Linked DNA regions of Aphis gossypii: region 1 is linked to region 2. The links are chromatin contacts, called in public Hi-C maps. All regions are on one chromosome and are shown on one strand. The core of a region is the stretch at or near the end of the contact, and the rest is flanking DNA. Distances in the headings are between cores, read along the strand shown. Region 1 holds the start of LOC114130695 (maternal protein exuperantia). Region 2 holds the start of LOC114130679 (5-oxoprolinase).

Region 1 (4,468 bases), core at 596-3,095, 290 kb before region 2:
CCATTGGCAGTGGCTCCAGTTGCTGCTGCTCCTGCACTTGACTGGGCGGTTTGTATTATTTGTTATATTTAACACCATTATTTATGTATTTTGTTATAATTTGTTTTATTTTTAGGCTGAAGAATGGAATGCTGCGCCAGCTACTGGTGCAGCCAATACTAACTGGGGAGGTGGTTCTGCACCTAACTGGTCTAACGTCTAACAACATGTAAAACTTTTTTTTTCTTAAAGAATAAAAACTTCTTTTTGAAATTTGAATTATTTATCATTCTTATTTTATCATCAGGTGCCTCTATTTCCTTTTTTTGTTTTACTCTTCAAAGAGTTAAACATGATGTATTTTTATGAAGTAAGTATTGTAATTTATAAAAATTAATTTTACTGAAGTGTTAAAATAGGATAATCCTCTATCAACAAAAATATATTAGTAAGTTATTGAGCTTATTTAATATTCAAATATAACATGTTTGAATAATAATGTATTATATTGCTCTGATTGTACCAAAATAAATAATTTAATTTTGAATTATCTTAAATATAATATAATATATTTTATTTTTAAATTAATGTAAGGTATTTCAGTATATTTCTACCATTAAGATGTCGAGATCTTGGTTTCTAATATCATTAATGGTATATTTTAATACTTATATGTTATTATTTAAATTGTCAGTTGTTTATTATTGAATTTAAAAAGCAAAAAATGGATTAATTTTTGTTAGTTATCAAAGGTATGTTTAGGTAGATTTTATTTCTGTTGCCTTTCGCTGCTAGCAATTTTGTTGATTGATGTAATACATTATTAGAATAAATTCTATGATAAATCTACAAAAATGAATTAATTGGTGTTAAATTTTAAAGGGATAATTTTTATTTAGTAGGGATAAAACTAACTGGGGATTATTATTGGGCACATTGATCATTTATTATTAGTACTTCGTGCCTTCATGGCATTATTGTTGTGAACCGTGGTTAAATCTTTAAAATTCAGTAATCTTGTTTTATTATGTTTATGAGATTGCAATGTGCGTACGTAACCATAGATAATGAAGAGTTATCTATGTACGAAAATTTCGAGTTATAGAGTGATGTCGCAGTGCCGTACTGCTGTAGGGAGCTTTTGGATTGGCAACACCGGGATGTAGCGACGCCGTTGCCATTGGTTCCCCGCCTGAGACGCAGGAGACGACGTGGACCCGGCTAAACGCATGTGGCCATGTGGATGTAATATTGATAAGTCACGAGTCGCGACAAAAATTACAGGATGTACGTGGGATAGGCTAACTGGGTATCAATAAATTAGTAATTACTATGATCGGCATACGTCGCACAATAGTCATCGATAATTATTATACGATCTAAATTTTAGAAAGGTCTACAAAAATCATAATAGGTCAGATTATAATTTAAATAAACGTGCTAAGACGTTTGGTTATTAATTACGTCGTATTATTAAAAAGTAAAAGTGTACGTCACACTGAGAGACTGGGTATTATCGGTTATTACTGTTTTTAGTTGCTGTAGGTACAGGAAATAAAATATTAATGTGGTAATGGGGTTTTCTGGGAGAGACTTGCAATGGATCGAGATAGTCGAGATCGCAGCTGCTCATCCGCGGGTACAACCGTTTGAATACCTCGATTTGATTTTTGATAAGAAATTTAATATTTTTATTTTATTCATAGACCTATAATAATAGGTCTATGATTTATTATAATGAAAATAAAATTTGACTCCACAATGCCTAATAAAGTAATATTATCTATTAGGTAGCTTTTTCTATTAAATTGTCGCATTTGAATTCAACGCCACAGTCTCCCTCCATGCCCCGACAGTCTGAACAGTCCCCGAAAAAACTGAAAACTTCAAACTTGTCGTTCCGACTCCTACAATAAAATTGTCCCCACCACACACACACCCGCAGTCACGCTTTGACGTCGTTATTTCACAACTATACCTATTACGTTATTATTATTATTTTGATACTTCGCCGGATGAGCGCACGCGCACACGTCTCAGCGACCGTCAGTGAGTTACCGGATCCAATTCAGAGGCCGACCCGTCCTGCACCGTGCACACACGCCACACACGTTTTTTTATCCACCGTCGACAGAGAGCTGCTGCAGTTTCGCACGTGTAATATCGTATAGAAGTCTACGTTTTTCAACACCGCTATACATCGTATTATAATTGCAAATCATAACTAGCCAGATCAGGTACGTTCAATAATGAATTTTAATATTACTTTAGAGATTAATGCTTTAATAAAATATTATTTTTTTTTTGTCACATTAAGTACCGAGTATTATATTGGTATAGTATATAGTATGTAAAAGTAGTTGAACGCTTCTACGTTTGTTGTCTACTGGTTTTTTTTTTTTTTTTTTGATTTCGTATTTTTCGAAAGGGTTAGGCCGTGACCGCACGACATGTGCGAATGTGCGATACGCGCACCAGTGCAGTCGATTGCGCAAGGACGCGCGCTAAACGAAAGTTGGATGGCAAAAAAAGTACAAAAAGTTTATATAAAATATGCTTTTTATTTTTTCATTTTTTTTTTGTTGTACCCGAGTCTTTTTATCTCGAACTCAAGTGCGTCTGTCAGACTTTTTTAATTAGTGATTACGTCACATTTCTTTTGGATATAGCCATCGCCTGAGGCATTTTTGGATTTCCCTATATTAATCATTATGCAATAATAATATTTGGTTTGTAACGACGTTCCGTTTCTCGTCGTCCTCGGAACTTTCATTGCGGTCACTCGGCGGAAACTCGTTATTGCGTCGCCGGCAAACGGGATCGTGCGTATTGTATTTTCGTCCGCCGTTCTCGTTTTATACGGGGTTATTACACCATTTTACAGTTCATTCTATAGTTATTCGAATATTTCTGTATGTTACGCGATAAATAATCATAATTAGATATTATCGTGTGATATTCATAGCGTTATCTTGATTTGTCGCTATTAACCTGTCTGCTATCTCGATAAAACCGCTTTCCGAGTCCGCAGACACTATTTTACGATCCTCTAAATGGTCGTTAAGAATAAACTTTGGAGTTTAGATGTTATAGTCAATAGTATCGGTGTCGATATGAAAACGATTAATCTATTAATACTTTTTTTTATATCGAGTCTTAGAGGTTTTTCTCGGTGTTACGGTGGATCCACATTTTTGTGATTTTATTGCATTTTAAGATAATTCGATAGGCATGTGTGGGAACAGTGGATAGATTTTTAATTTATAATACTAAAATTGTGTATACTTACCTTGCACAAATAATCAATTAAATAGGTAAACAACATACATAATATGTTAATATGTATCAAAACTATTTAAAAATCGTGTGTGTTACATAAATGGGTTTTTATTTTTTTCATAATCAATATAAATTTAATATTTTAATAATTTTTATTATATTCTCAACAATATTAGGAATTTAATGCTAGGTAGTTTATATTAGTTGTGCACATACCCTAATTAGAAATAGTGTTAAAGTAATTTAAATTGCAAATATATCAATAAAATTACCAATTTTCAGAAAGTTTTTAAATTTATATGTACATTTATTTTTAGGATTATTTATAAATTATAATGCTTATTAATTGTAATATTAAATTTATTAGTAAAATGGTTCAAAACACCGAAATTGTAGATGCCAGTAACAACACCGTGACGTTGGACAATTTGTCTGACTACATGGTTGTTGGCTGGGATATAGATACTACTGGACGTCGTTTATTGGACGAAATCTGTCATATTGCTGGTCACACACCAAACTCAACATTTAATCAATATATAATGCCACATAATGACATTGATCAAGTTGCAAGAAGACGTCATCTTTTGTGTACTATAACAATGGGACGTTTCCGTGCATTAAAAGATATCAAAAATAATAAAGTAAGATATTTAACAATTATAAGCGTATTTTACTTATATATTTATACTTTATTATGTTTTTATGTATTTTGTAGTTAATCAATTATAAAGTGTCATATAACTTTTTTCAATATTCAAATTATTTTATACTATATTAATTAAATTTAAATATTTAGGTTTAATCATAAAAATTAAATTTCATCTAATATGTATTTAATATACCTATATATGTACTTTAATTTGGGTGTGATGGACATTTGTTCAATAATATAATTTCACGGATACAAAACATGATTATTTTAGTATTATACTTGGGATAATCTTACGGAATTAATAATAATGCTAAAAGATTCCTCTAATGTTTATAATAATAAAAATTACCACTTGAATAAATTTCAGATATAAATGATATCCTATTTCTTTATTAATAATAATTCTTTTCATTTATTTTAAATGTTTAATGATATTTATTTAATGGGTTTTTTTTCTTAGACATTAAAATCAAAAAGTGAAATATCTGCTTTAGCTGAATTTATAGAATGGTTAGAACAAATGTTGAAAGACAATGGTAAAAAAATGGCCATTTT
Region 2 (5,061 bases), core at 762-3,261:
AAATAACAGCTAATTACCTTACAGTTATTATTAAACTAAAATGTATACTAGCAATATTTAGAATATTAACCATTGATCATTATAATTAAATAATTAGATGATAAATACAATTGAACACAATGAAAGTTGTCAGTTGAAAATTTGATATTTCTTAAACGCTAGTGTGACATCATAAATTAAAAATAGGTGTATACTATACAATATTCAAGGATCCTTCAATATGTTGGTGAAATCTTCTCGTATTAAGTCTGTCTGTTGTATACAATCAGTGTATTTAGTCTGACATTCGTCTATTAACATTGTTATCCTCTCTGATAGTTGATCAAACCGCTGTTTATTAAACTTTCCTTGATTGAACAATACTTCATTAGTTTCTTCCAAACCCATAATTTGTAGTTCAAGTTGATGCAAAGACTCTTCTAATTCTATTATTTCCATAGAATCGTTATCTATGTAATATTTTCTAAAAATTAACAATTTCTCATGAAATGTATTAAATGTAAACTTAATAATAAGCATGTAATAAGACATAAAATAATATACTTTGCTTCTTCCTCATTTAATGAATTTTTTTTAGTAAATAGTTCAGATAGATTTTCTTCCTCAATAATTTGTTCAAAATGCTTGCTCATCAGGCTATTGATCTGAGTTTTTAATGTAGTCAACAAATTTGTCACATTCCTTTTACTTTTTAAAAACGATATATCACCCATTATGTTCTTAAATTCTTCTGGACTACAAAAATTAATATTAAAATGTTTAATAGTGTACATAGGTAACCTAACCTATCTGAATAAATAATTATAATGTCAGTATAATATTAATTTATAAAAATTATATTTAATTTACCCAACACAATCACTAATTTCTTCAAATGTCTTATTGACAGCTTCGATAAATTTTGTATACCTGGGTGGATCCTTGGAGACTATTTCCTTAAACGCTACACTTATATTCATATGATCAGACAATGGGTGAATGTTTGAGTTTTGAACTTCATTTTGTGGTTCATCGGTCACCATTGGTTGGTGTACAGCTTTATTATCCATTTTAATATCTGGCTATAAAAAATTATGATAATATATAAATCACAATAATAATAGTATCGTATGCAGATGTGTAATTATTGATATTGATAGTAATAATTGTGACATACACACAAAAGTATAATGAAACAGTTTTGAAGGATAAATAAAATATCATGTGGCTTTCTAGTTAAAGGTAGGTTAAAATTAAATTGATGTTGAACAAAGACATTCATAGAAATGTTTAAACATATAGTTACACAGCTCAAAAATCCAATGTTGGTCCGACCTAAATGGTCAGGACCATTTAGACAGCTTTAGATACCTACTACTTTAAGCCATGGTTAGGAATTAAGCTTTTTCTTACTTATGGTTAGAAACCAACTACATTTGTCACATCAGTGGCAGATACGAGGGGGGGCGATGGGGGCTAACCTAACCCCTCCTTGGGCTGTATTTTTTATTTTTTATATTATAAGTTATAATATTGGGCTGGAACTCACTGAAAGCCAATGTTTCACTTATGAAAATCCACCCCCCCCCCTTGGGTAACTTCTGGATCCGCTACTGTGTCACATTCGTATGAGACTTCGATTTATTTATAGTTCGTTTTAAGTTCAAAGTAAAAATCATGCGTATTAAACAATGAAAACAAACGAAGTTCTAAAAAACTAAGCATTCAATTTTTTCGAAATATTAACAGATTATGAACTCGTTTCAATAGTTTTTATTACTTACTTCTATTGCCAGAACTCCAGGTAAAAAACGTTACGTCGGTTAATACACAGCTACAACTATTAATTTTTGGTCGTAACTCAAAGCTCGTAACTTCAGAAACAGCAAATACACAAATTTTAGACAACAATTATTAACGACAAAGACAAAAACCGTTCGAAATTCGAATCCTTATCACGAAACGAACATACGCCATACGCGATGTTTTAACGGAATTATCACAGAATATTCTGTAGAATTATTATCAATACTTGTTGACTTCTTGTTATCGTTATTAATTGACAAGAAATTATAGATTAAATATAATAGTTTAAGACGTCTTAACTCTAAAATAGTAAAGTCCAGACAGTCCAGTGGTAATGTATTGTTATGTTATGTCCTAAAGTTTTTACAATTTACATAACTCTTCGAGTTTAACAAAAGTATAATATAGATACCTAAAGATATCTTAAATCGTAAATTATACAATAATACTTAATAGTACTGGTTTGTCATTAATCCTCGTATTGTATATATGATGAAATATAAAATAACCATTTCGTCATAGATTTATAGCTATAATTTAAAAAAAATAAATAAAATAATATATTATAATGGCTAAATTTAGCCATGGTAATATGGATATGCGAGATTTATTTTATTTATTGAAATATATCTTAAATCCTGATTGTACCTTAATTAATTTTATAAATCGTAGCAACACTGATCAAAATACTTATGACCCGCGAAGATAAGACTATAAAGTATGAAGAGTTCAAAGTAGAAGAAATTTAGTAACTAATAACTTCAGTCATAGTGTCTCAGTTATTTAGTGTAGAAACGCATATTTTCTATACATTATTATAATCTCGACATCTTGTATTACCGACATTTCATGTTTTTACGGTTATTTTAATTATAAATTATTTATCATAATACTATTTGATTAATTTTCCTCAAATTTGAGACGTTTTTTTATAGGTATTTAACATAATAAGTAATTATTATTATTTAATTTTAATTTTTTGGTTTAAACTCAACCACCAGTAAGTCTTATCAACTAATAACTTAAAAAACTTTTGGAGTTTCAACCACACCCTTTTCCTAATCATTATTTACGTATGACTTAAATACTTACCATCAGACAATCCTAATAATCCTATTTTGCATGTTTTTGACTGAGCGGAACGATGAATTTATTGATTTTATAATGATGTGTTATTTTCTGTGTCAACAGAGTTTTGAAACTGTTTACTAAATAAGTGTTTTTATATTAACTGAAAGCTTGAGGGTGGTATCTAGTAGCCAATTGTGTATGAGAGTATTTTGAATATGTATTCCCAAATCCCAATACGTTTCAAAATATTTAAATAATTTAATAAAACAAAATAAAATATTAAAATCTAGAAAAACAAAAACCTAACCAAATTTTGAAAGTTGTTTGTAACTCTTTAGAACGAATATCTGTTGATATTTACATGTTTAACCAATTATCATTTTTTTTACTAGGTATAATTTTCAAAATATTTTGAATATTTTGAACTATTTATAGAAATTTAATATTATTGATTTTGATTTTTTTTTTTAAATTTCGAAAAGAAAACACTAGATCAAAAAGCTTAACAATTTATTTAAAGGCTTTTCACAAGTTGTTATTATGCATATTAAAAATATTTAAATTACATAGTTGTTTTTAATGATTCGAAGTTATTTTTGACAAAATTCTTAACAATTACAAAAATCAGAATTATTTTGTAGTTAAAAATTTATAAAATGTATAATTTTTATAGCTAAGACCTGAAAATTTAATATATTGTGTATCATAAATATTTAAGCTTATAAACAAAATATATGACAACATAAGATATTTAATTGAAAAATTATGATTTTACAAATTTTTTTCACATTACCTAATTATTACTTAAAATGTCACATTTTTTATCAAAAAGTGATATCACTTGTAAATAATATATCTCAATTTTATTTTAGGTAATTTAAATACAAGTATCATGGGAGGAAAATTTAAATTTTCAATTGATCGAGGTGGTACTTTTACAGACATTTATGCTAAATGTCCAAATGGAAAAGTTCATGTTATGAAACTTTTATCAGTTGATCCAATAAATTATTCAGATGCCCCTCGTGAAGGCATAAGAAGAATATTAGAAACAGTAAAAATCTTTTACAGCATAAAAAAACAGATTATCTTAAAAAAATATTTTCATTTTTCTAGGAAACTGGAAAAAGTATGCCACAAAGTGAGCCTATTGATAGTAGTTACATAGAATGGATTCGAATGGGTACAACTGTTGCAACAAATGCTCTTCTAGAACGAAAAGGTGAACGTATGGCTTTGTTGATAACTCGTGGTTTCAAAGATTTATTACACATTGGCAATCAAGCTCGTCCAAAAATATTTGATTTAGTAAGAATTTTAGAACAATGATAAATCATAATTCTGTCTTATACCTAATATAAATAAATAATGTATCTTAGGAAATTGTAACACCAGATGTGTTATATGAAGAAGTTATGGAAATAGATTGTAGAGTAATTAATTTAAAGTGTGAAAAATGTGATCAGCTAACTCCAATTTGGGATGATAAGCCAATTGTCCAAGGTGTGACTGGTGAAGATATTCTAATTTTAAAACAAATTGATGAAACTGCACTAAAAAATGACTTAATATCTTTAAGATCTAAAGGAATTAAAAGTATTGCTGTTGCTCTAATGCATTCTTACACGTAAATAAAATTTATACATATTTTTTTTTTAGTACAAAGTAGGTAATTATTTCTTGTTTTTCTGTGTTTATACATTTACTGACCAATGAAAGATTTGTTTAAAAATTAATAATAATAATATTAACTTTTATTATAATGTATACCTAAACCTATTTGTTTTTAATTTATATGTAGTTATAATGAACATGAGCGTACTGTTGGAAGAATAGCTAAAGAAGTTGGTTTTGAACATGTATCTTTGTCTCATGAAGTAATGCCTATGGTAAAAATTGTACCTCGGGGGTATACAGCTTGTGCAGATGCTTATTTGACGCCACATATAAAAAAATATATTGAAGTAAATTTTAATTATTGGCATTTTGTATACAAATTAATAGAATTAAAATAATATCATGCTTAGGGATTTGCTTCAGGATTTAAAGATAATTTAAAAGATGTTAATATATTATTTATGCAAAGTGATGGTGGACTAACGCCAATGAATAGGTATAAAATGTGATCAATTTTAAGTGTCAAGTGCTGCACATTAAAACAATTATTTTTAAAAAATTGTTTAGTTTCAACGGTTCGAGAGCTAT

The links. Hi-C and Micro-C count contacts between places; a contact is called where the count stands out from the background.
Region 1: a Hi-C map of whole body shows a contact between it and region 2, with 4 times the contacts expected there. The contact joins the promoter of LOC114130695 here to the promoter of LOC114130679 in region 2. A contact is called at or near these places in 2 of 2 Hi-C or Micro-C datasets (both in whole body).

The regions. Positions count from the first base shown.
Region 1 is chr2:23,983,442-23,987,909 of ASM2018417v2, reverse strand. It overlaps LOC114130695 (maternal protein exuperantia), which reads left to right and starts at 1,845. Exons shown (of 6, transcript XM_027995721.2): 1 at 1,845-2,216; 2 at 3,626-3,902; 3 at 4,374-4,468. The coding sequence starts at 3,630. LOC114130697 (40S ribosomal protein SA) reads left to right here. Exons shown (of 7, transcript XM_027995725.2): 6 at 1-48; 7 at 116-258. The coding sequence ends at 202.
Region 2 is chr2:23,691,621-23,696,681 of ASM2018417v2, reverse strand. LOC114130679 (5-oxoprolinase) reads left to right here and starts at 2,011. Exons shown (of 23, transcript XM_027995701.2): 1 at 2,011-2,116; 2 at 3,729-3,910; 3 at 3,973-4,164; 4 at 4,236-4,483; 5 at 4,658-4,820; 6 at 4,884-4,969; 7 at 5,041-5,061. The coding sequence starts at 3,749. LOC114130680 reads right to left here and starts at 1,929. Exons shown (of 4, transcript XM_027995704.2): 1 at 1,764-1,929; 2 at 910-1,061; 3 at 544-735; 4 at 1-463. The coding sequence starts at 1,049. The coding sequence ends at 205.